2 separate regions of the Mus musculus genome follow, and region 2 is linked to region 1. Evidence: chromatin contacts called from public Micro-C data. All regions are on one chromosome and are shown on one strand. The core of a region is the stretch at or near the end of the contact, and the rest is flanking DNA. Distances in the headings are between cores, read along the strand shown. Region 1 overlaps Eml6 (echinoderm microtubule associated protein like 6). Region 2 overlaps Eml6 (echinoderm microtubule associated protein like 6).

Region 1 (4,652 bases), core at 952-3,451:
GTGAAGGCCATGGAGCTCAGGAGGCTGCTCACTCACAGTTGACATGATCTGATCATGGAGGAGAGCCTTGTCCTGCTTCACCTCTCCTCTGGCTAGCTTGAAATTCCCACACAGCTACTGATTAAAAGAGACACTTTTTTTTTTTTTTTTTTTAATTGGGGGCAGGTTCTCTCCTGAGATTTCCTTCTCCAAACATAGCATAAAAGCTTAGGGGAAAAAAAAAACCTAAGATTGTCTCTATATGGTTATTTGCTTTAACTCAAGGAAGTGTGTCTAATTTTCCTATATTTTTTAACACTGCCAGTTATGAACATGTTCTAGCATGCTCTTTGTTCCATCACAAATTGGCTGGCAAGGCATCTTTGTATGTAAATTAGATATATGATAACTCAAATTTGTTTATTTTCAGTTCCCTTTGCCTTTTGTGACACAGACTTAAACCAAACAAACATTTCAATTTCTTTTTTGTATTTTTTATTGATTATTTTATTCATTTACATTTCCAATGTTATCCTCCTTCACAGTTTCCCCTCCGCAGACCCTCTATCCTACCCCCTTTCCTCCCTGCTATGAGGAAACTCTAATGTGTATATGATATGGATAAAAACTACTGTTTAGCTAAGCAGTCGTCATGGCCAGTTGGAGCATCCTCAGCTTGTGCATGGCTCACCTATCTCCCATAACCACAGGAGCCAATGAAATGAAAGTAAAAGCAATGCTAACAAAGATGGAGGACTGACGTATACACTTACTCATTCAAGAAGCATTTGCTTGCTCTTTACTATGTGCACAGCACTGTACCAGCTGCCTACTATGTGCATGGCACTGTACCAGTTACCTACTATGTGAAATGTACTATGCCAGCTACCTATATGGTAGTACTATGATAATTAACCTTCAGAAAGCCAAGAGTCCCATAGGAAAAGTCTGCATATAGTAGAAATGTCTCAGTGTTACAGATGAACATATTGAGGAATTACAGGAGGCAACCAATTTGGGGCAGAAACAAGAAAACAAAACCAGACTGGAGAGACAGATCAGTGGTTACTTGCTAGTACCGCCTTTCTGAGTACCCGGCTTGGTTCCCAGCACCCGCACATCACAGCTCATGTGGCCTATAAATGCAACTCTAGGGGGTTCTAACACCTCTGATCTCAGAGAACACCTGCATAGTCACATGCAGATACACCTGATTAAAAAAAGTAACAACAAACAAACAAACAAACAGACAAACTCCCAATAGCATTTTTTTATAGTATACGCAGTAAACATTCTGTTATACAGGTATCCCTTGCCAGTTAGCAGGTAAAGACACTGTTATTTTTAAATGCTCATAGTCGGGGCTGGTGAGTAGGCTCTGTGGATGAAGGCCCTTGCTGCTGACTCTCAAGTCTGTGTGTGACCCTCATACTCACATTGTGGAAGAAATAGGGCATGTTCCATAAACACATCAAACACGCACGTAAATGCAAAACAAGACAAAGTCTGATTTTAGGATTGGCAAAGTTCCTTGTTTTCCTCAGGAATATATGCCATAGACACTAAGAGTGAATATGTACCTAAAATATTAATATAAGAGAATACTTACAGGTTCTTTTTCCATAATCCCTGCTAAGACTAATTCTTGCCCTGCCACCTCAGTGTTATGGGTACCATTCTTGGATGAAAGCAAGCTGGGCTTAGGAGAAGGATGCTGTTATTTCTGAGGAGGGACCAAAAGAGCTAACCTAAAGCTAAGCCCTATCTGCAGTCTGTTTTAGGTTGCCATGACACTGTTCCAGAGAACTCATACTTTAATAAGCAGACTCAGCCCATTAGGAGTTTGGCTTCTAGAGACTCAGGCTGTTTTATACCGACAATCTCAAGAAGAAACAATTCACAGTGTAAAATTTATTCCTCAGAAATGAATGGCATATCCACCTTACCACCCAGATATGAGCCCCACCCCAGCATTCCATGCAGTAAGACCTCAACAGACACTGCACAGCGACACCAATACCCTGTCAGTCCTCATGGAAACTGACTTGTAAAGGGGGGTCCCTCTCTAATGTCTCTCCCACTATGGCTGTCAACACCATGCAGCCAATGAACTACAAACCTCTGCCTTTTTCCTCTTAGTAAGCACTTTCACCTCTCATGTGTCATCAGCCTGTCACTGCTGATTCGCTAGCAAGTTATTTGCTCCTGCTGGCTGATGAGACTCAAGGAGGGTGAGCTATCTTTGTGGTAGATGGCAGCTTGCAAAGTGACAGCTTTTCCTCAGCTCATACAAAGGAGGAATGGGAAACAGCTCATTTGGAACACCCCCAGGTCTAGGGTGGGTACCTAAACCCTATGTAAGCAAGGAGACTGTCTCTTATATGAAAGTTGTTAGCCCCCTCTTGTTGCTAGGGACAGGGAGAAGGGTAAGGGAGAAATGGCAAGTCCCAAAGAGGGACACTGTGGAGAACCTGAATTGTCTACAGGGTCTGCTGGGATTATGGAAAGATAAGAAACTGACAGCTAAGATCAACTCATTATAGGGATTGCAAGGGACTGGGTGAGAAACCCGACAGAGAAGAGGAGCTACCTAGTCCCCAAAAATCCCTATTAAACACCCATTGTCACACATTCCTTAACAAAGGGGACAAAGGACAGCCCCACTGAGATGTAGCCTGAAGGCAAGGGCCTTTCCACTTCAAGACTTGCCTTCATTGCTTTAACTGGTCTGGGAAGACTTTCTGTGCTGTAGATAAAAGCACCTTGAAGAAGGGACATTTTGTTTTCCTTACTCTATTGGCCTTTGCTCTAACTGGAGAGTTCATCTAGTCTGCTGTGGCCACTGCTGACGCCTTTGCTGATAGTAGAACCTGCTTCTCTGAGCCTCTGATGGGGAGTGAAGTCCAGTCATTCTTCAGTAATGTCCAAGGCCTTCAGCAACAGATAGGAACTCCTAAGTACCCAGCCTCAAAGACCAAGTCACTGCTGGGCTCTGTCTTTTCAGTGTGCGACATTCATTGTTGGACTACTCTGACTACATTGTGTAAGCCAATCCAATAAGTTCCTCTTTAAATGTATATTCATTCTTCCAGTTCTGTTCCTCTAGAGGATACTAATGAAGCTATTCTTGTCAGGTTTGCCACAACAATGAGAAAAGTAATATAAAAATGCTTTTCTATTATAATGTAGTATTGTATTATAATATGATATACAATTAAATTTTTTAAAAAAAACTTCTTAGAAAATAAAGTGGTTATTGATACACCCCTTCACTCTCTCTCTCTCTCCTCTCCTCACCCCGCCTCTCACATACACATACACACACACACCAGTTGAGTATCCAGACCAACTCTATCTGATCAGAGCCAGTGAGAGACTCAGCAGGTAAACTGCCAAGCCCAAAGATCTGAGTTCAACTTTCAAGACCCACATGACAGGAGGCAAGAATTGGTTATTACAGGTTATCCTCTAACCTGCTCAGTGGCACAAGTATACCCGCCCTCCACACAAATAAATGAAGAAATGCAAAAACATTAAATGTATTGGAGATCTTAGCAATTAAAATAAATGCCATAATTGTATAAGGTTTAAGCATTGCAAACTTTGCTACTTCATCCATTTTTTTTACAAGAAGAAATGCCTTTTTCAGGCTAGAACAAAGCAAGAAAGGCTGGCAGCAGCCCAAGACCTTTGTGAGCAAAGGAAACTGTGCCTTAGGTCAAGCAAGATTTTGATTTGTGGCCACAGGTTATACAGCTTCTGGGAGAAGAACACAAAGAAGGTTGGGCTGAGCCTGCCTTAGTCACAGGTGATAAGGACCTTAATAGCACTAGAATATAGAAACAGTGTGCAGAAGCAGAGAGTGAGAGTCCTCGATCCTTTATTTATCCTTGGTTAGATCATCAACAGCTATCAGACTCAGTGCTTATTAATTAAGAGTCTTGAAAAGAGTGTAGGCTTCCCATACACGTGCAGAGAGAAAAAAGAGTGCCAATTTTCATAAAACAGCCAAGGCTGTGCTCATGCTCTGTTTTTACCTTCAAAGTAGGCTTCTGTCTGAATGATGGGTCCAACTGAATACAGTAAATAAAAATCTCTATTATCATCATCTTCCACACAATTTAGATTTTTAAACATTTCTGTTACTATTTTTAAATGTATATGGCATTTTGCCTGTATGTACGTTCATTGTATGTGTTCCTGGTGCTCACAGAGGCTAGAAGAGGATGTCACATCCCCTAGAAGTGGAGTTACAGATAGATGTGAGCTGCCATGTGGGTGCTGGGAATCAAATCTGGGTCCTGGGAATCAAATCTGGGTCCTCTACAAGAGCATCCATCTCTTAGTCACTGAGCCATCTCTCTAGTTTTAATACCTGTGCTAAACAGTAGGCACTTAAAAATAAATGGCTGGTGGGAGGGAAAAGAGACCAAGGGGAGGCCAACCAATAACAGGCCCAACTTGAGACTCGTCCCATGGACAAGCACCAACCCCTAACACTATTAATGGTATTCTGTTATGTTTGCAGACAGGAGTATGTTGTCCTTCAAGAAGTTCCACCCAGTAGCTTACTCAGACAGGCACAGACACCCACAGCCAAACAGTGGATGGAGCTTGGGAATTCTTGTGGAAGAATAGGAGGAAGGATTGAGGGCCCCAAAGGGAATAGGAAC
Region 2 (4,590 bases), core at 508-3,007, 69 kb after region 1:
TCCCTGAAATTTGCAGAACTATATAGGACAGCAAAAGGAGAGGACTGAGCAGCATGTTCTATGTGAGACAGGTGAAAAATAAGTGCAGACACAAGAAAATGGAAGTGTCTGGAGAAGAGGTAAGAAAATCCACTAGCTAAGCAGCATCGAGAGTCCAGAGAAAGTCTTTACCCACTCAAACAGCTTACCTTTTTTGAGACAAGGAAATTTGAACAATTTGACCAGTCCAAAATCATCTCCAGAAACCAACACTGAACTGTTATAATTGGCGTCCACTGAATTGATGTCAATAACCTCAGTGTATTTGGGCCAAATTCCACTCACTTCAGGGCCTCTCACACACGTCCAGGAGGCCCAGGGAATCCCCTTGATTTCTTCTTTACTTGTTAAAGGCTTCCCTGCTAAAACAGTCAATATGATGTTACATTTATATGTGAAGTATATTCTAATATATTTTAATCATTTTTCTTTTCTTAGTGCTTAAAACCTTCATTAGATATATAGATCAGAGGAACTGCAAGTTCTAATCTCTTCACCCAGTTAGTTACTTTTTTTGGAAAGAATTTAAAGAAAGCATCAGCTATTTAGAAGTGAAAATAATAGGAAATGATTATTGCTAAATATAATGTCTCAAACTATTGATACCTCGACCTTATTTTCCAAATTACAGGTGCTACTACAGTGTATTTGTATTTTTGTGACCTCATTAGGTTACATGTTGTCAACACTGAGTCACCAAAATGTTGCCAGGCCTTTAAAACCTTGGCCAAGCTTGTCTTAAACTTGATTTTTCATAGTTTATTGGTGTGGGTTATATGCATGCTCAGGATAGACAAAGGACAACTTGAAGGACCTGTTTCTCTCCTTCTACTGTGTGGGTTCTAGGAACTGAGTTCAGATCATGGGTTGCAGCAGAAAGTGCCACCTTGCCAGGCTATAAATGGTGTTTGAAATTTTTACTTTTAAGATTAAAATTATATGCATAATGTATGTGGGTATGTCCATGTAAATGCAATGCCCAATGGGGCCAGAGATATTAGATCTAGCAGAGCGGGAGTAAGAATGTTAGCCATCTGTCAGTACTGGGAATCAAACTCATGTCTTCTACCAGATCAGCAAGTTCTCTTAATCACTGAACCATCTCCCCAGCCCCCCACAAGTGATTTTTGCTTTAAACAAAAATTCAGGCTCTACAAATTTTAAAGTGGATTTTATTATTTAAGTCCTAGTCACTGAATCCACAGGATTATGGTGAGCTAAGTATAGGTGGTTGTTGGATAATGGTCCTAACAATGGCTGTGTGTTAGCTGCTCCTAGATACATAGCTCAGTTCCTATTTCTGCTAGCAGATTAGTGAGGTTCACAGATGGCACAAAATACATCAAGCCACAGAAGCAAATGAGTAGAAATATTTAACTAGATGCCATTTTAAATTAAAAAAAAATCAATACAATTAAGCATATATCCTCATGCCTACCCTATTATGATAAGCATATATTTTCAAATAAAGAACAGGGGAACAGATATCTTTTCAAAAGGGAACTCCAAAATTCTGAACTATATTCAAAATTTCTGGACTGTATATTCTAAAAGAATGCATTTAAATGACCATAGACTCAGAGAGGGTATAGTTGGAGCATTATCTGAGACCAGCTCCTGCTCAAGGGATTTCATTCCAGGAAGTGACTCAGAATAGAAAGTGACCTCACCACTGCAGGCTGCAGAGGCAATAGAAGCTGCACCCCCTGGACCTGTAAATACACTGGAAATAAGCCAAGTGCCCATAACAGAGCGATAACGTAAGCTTCAGCCCCATCCTTGAGCAGGATGTGATTTCATTCCAACTGACAAATGGCTCCAGATGTTCCCACACACATGAAAAAGCGAAGTATGCAGTACAATGCCTCCTACATGCTAGGCCAGAGCTCTGCCAGTAACCCACACCTTATTTTTTCTAATATTTTGTTTTGTGTCAGAGCCTTAGTAGACTGCCAAAACAGATCCCAAACATTGACTTCTTCTGCCTCAGTCTCCCAAGTAAGTAATACTTCGATAAAAATTTCAAGACAATATATAATTATTGGAGGTTACGATCTATGTTTTAGGAGAATTAGGCTGGGCCACCCTTTCCCCAAGATGGCGCCAAAAGTGGAGAAGGAAGCTCCTGCCCTTCCCAAAGCTGAAGCCAAAGCGAAGGCCTTGAAAGCTAAGAAGGCAGTGCTGAAAGGCCTCCACAGCCACAAAAAGATGATGATCTGAACATCACCCACCTTCCGGCGGCCCAAGATGCTGCAGCTCCGGAGGCAGCCAAAATATCCTCGAAAGAGTGCGCCCAGGAGAAACAAGCTTGATCATTACTACACTATCATCAAATTCCCACTGACCACGGAGTCAGCCATGAAGAAAATAGAGGACAACAACACTCTTGTGTTCATTGTGGATGTCAAGGCCAACAAGCATCAGATCAAACAGACTGTCAAGAAACTATGACATTGATGTGGCCAAAGTCAATACCCTGAGAAGGCCTGATGGAGAGAAGAATGCGTATGTTCACTTGGCTCCTGATTATGATGCCCTAGATGTTGCCAACAAGATTGTGATCAGCTAAACTGAGTCCAGATGGCGAATTCTAAATATATACTTTTTTTTTTACCATATAAAAAAAATCTATGTTTTCTTTATTCTTTCCTTAAAAAAAAAAAAAAAAAAAACCATTAAAGAAGCCAACACAATAATGATGAGAGAGACTTCATCTAGCAGCTGATAGGAGCAGATGCAGTAACACACAGTCAAACATTAGGCAGAGCTTGGGGAATCCTGCTAAAGAGGGGGAGGAAGGATTGTAGAAGCCAGAAGGGTCAAGGATACCACAAGAAACCCCACAAAATCAACTAACCAGGAATGCAGGGCCTCACAGACACTGAATGGACAATCAGGGAGCCTGCATAGGTCTAACCTAGATTCTCTGCACATGTTACAGTTGTGGGTCGCTTAACAGTTCAAGCAGGGACTATCTGTGTCTCTTTTGCCTTTTGTGACCCTTTTCCTCCTATTGGGCTGCCTAGTCTGCAACCTGACACACTATGGTTGATATTACTGGGAGGCCTGCTGTTTTCCAAAGGGAAATGGAGGAAGAGTGGATTGGGGAGAGGGTAGGTAGTTGGCGGGCATGGAGTGTGTGTGAGGAACTGTGGTTGAGATGTAATATATGAGAGAAGAATAGATAAATAATGATTTAAAATTATTAAAGACTATAATATGAACATCATTATGTTATATATGACATTTTAGTCTTACAAACTAAGTGTCATTTAACTTCTGTTACATAAGACAGGCGAATCTCATAAAAGTTGAAAGGTGCACACAAATACAAAATGTGCTCACTGGGATCTTAAAAAGCTACATTTCACCAGATAATAAAATTATGATAATCAGACCTGGTTCTAACTTACTCACAGCTACTAAGGACTACAATCCTCAAAGATTTGATGTGTCAGCTCTTGTCTAAAGGCTCATATCCAATGGAAAAAAAAAAGAGAGATAACCAGATGGCAAGAGGCAAGGGCAATAACAAGCAACAGAAACCAAGGCGACTTGGCATCATCAGAACCCAGTTCTCCCACCACAACAAGCCCTGGATACCACAAAACACTGGAAAAGCAAGACTCTGATTTAAAATCACATCTCATGATGATGATAGAGGACTTTAAAAAGGTTATAAATATCTTCCTTAAAGAAATTCAGATCAAAAGATGGCCTAGTCGGCCATCGCTGGAAAGAGAGGCCCACTGGACAGGCAAACTTTATATGCCCCAGTACAGGGGAACGCCAGGGCCAAAAATAGAAATGGTTGGGGGGGGGGGCTTGGGAGGCTTTTGGGATAGCATTGGAAATGTAATTGAGGAAAATATGTAATAAAATAAATAAATAAATAAATAAAAGAAATTCAGGAGAACACAGAAAAACAGCTTAAAGAATTACTGGAAAACACAACCAAACAAGTGAAGAAATTGAACAAAACCATCCAGGATCTAAAAATGGAAATAGAAAAAAATAAAGAAATCACAAAAGGAGAAAACACTGGAGATAGAAAACCTAGGAAAGAGATCAGGAGTCACAGACATAAGCATCACCAACATAATACAAGAGATAGAAGAGACAATCTCAGGTGCAGAGATACCATAGAAAACATTGACACAACAGTCAAATGCAAAATGTAAAATGCTCCTAACCTAAAACATCCAGGAAATCCAGGACATAATGAGAAGACCAAACCTAAGGATCATAGGTATAGAAGAAAGCAAAGATTCCCAACTTAAAGGGCTAGTAAATATCTTTAACAAAATTATAGAAGAAAACTTCCCTAACCTAAAGAAAGAGATGCCCATGAACCTACAAGAAGTCTACAGAACTCCAAATAGACTGGACCAGAAAAGAAATTCCTCCTGTCCCATAATAGTCAAAATACCAAATGCACAAGACAAAGAATATTAAAAGCAGTAAGGGGGAAAAGGTCAAGTAACATATAAGGGCAGACCTATCATAATTACACCTGACTTCTCTACCAGAGACTATGAAAGCTAGAAGATC

What was found. Hi-C and Micro-C count contacts between places; a contact is called where the count stands out from the background.
Region 2: a Micro-C map of muscle stem cells shows a contact between it and region 1, with 5 times the contacts expected there. The contact joins two enhancer-like sites. A contact is called at or near these places in 2 of 39 promoter capture datasets (fetal liver and macrophages), 6 of 484 Hi-C or Micro-C datasets (MC3T3-E1-derived osteoblasts, cardiomyocytes, liver and 3 more), 1 of 115 datasets of contacts at active chromatin or transcription factors (embryonic stem cells) and 3 of 9 other capture datasets (adipose tissue, liver and pancreatic islet).

What each region holds. Positions count from the first base shown.
Region 1 is chr11:29,768,765-29,773,416 of GRCm38.p6, forward strand. All of the region lies in intron 28 of Eml6 (echinoderm microtubule associated protein like 6), which reads right to left. Among named protein-coding and RNA genes, the nearest start is that of Gm39671, 38 kb to the right of the region's middle. Within about 2 kb of position 2,202, at least 5 of the 459 cell types and tissues checked have an H3K27ac peak or open chromatin away from gene starts, as enhancers often do. A contact at or near this core is called in muscle stem cells, where this site is marked.
Region 2 is chr11:29,838,239-29,842,828 of GRCm38.p6, forward strand. It overlaps Eml6 (echinoderm microtubule associated protein like 6), which reads right to left. Exons shown (of 42, transcript NM_146016.2): 11 at 189-401. It also overlaps the pseudogene Gm12094. Among named protein-coding and RNA genes, the nearest start is that of Gm22588, 8.9 kb to the right of the region's middle. Within about 2 kb of position 1,758, at least 93 of the 459 cell types and tissues checked have an H3K27ac peak or open chromatin away from gene starts, as enhancers often do. A contact at or near this core is called in muscle stem cells, where this site is marked.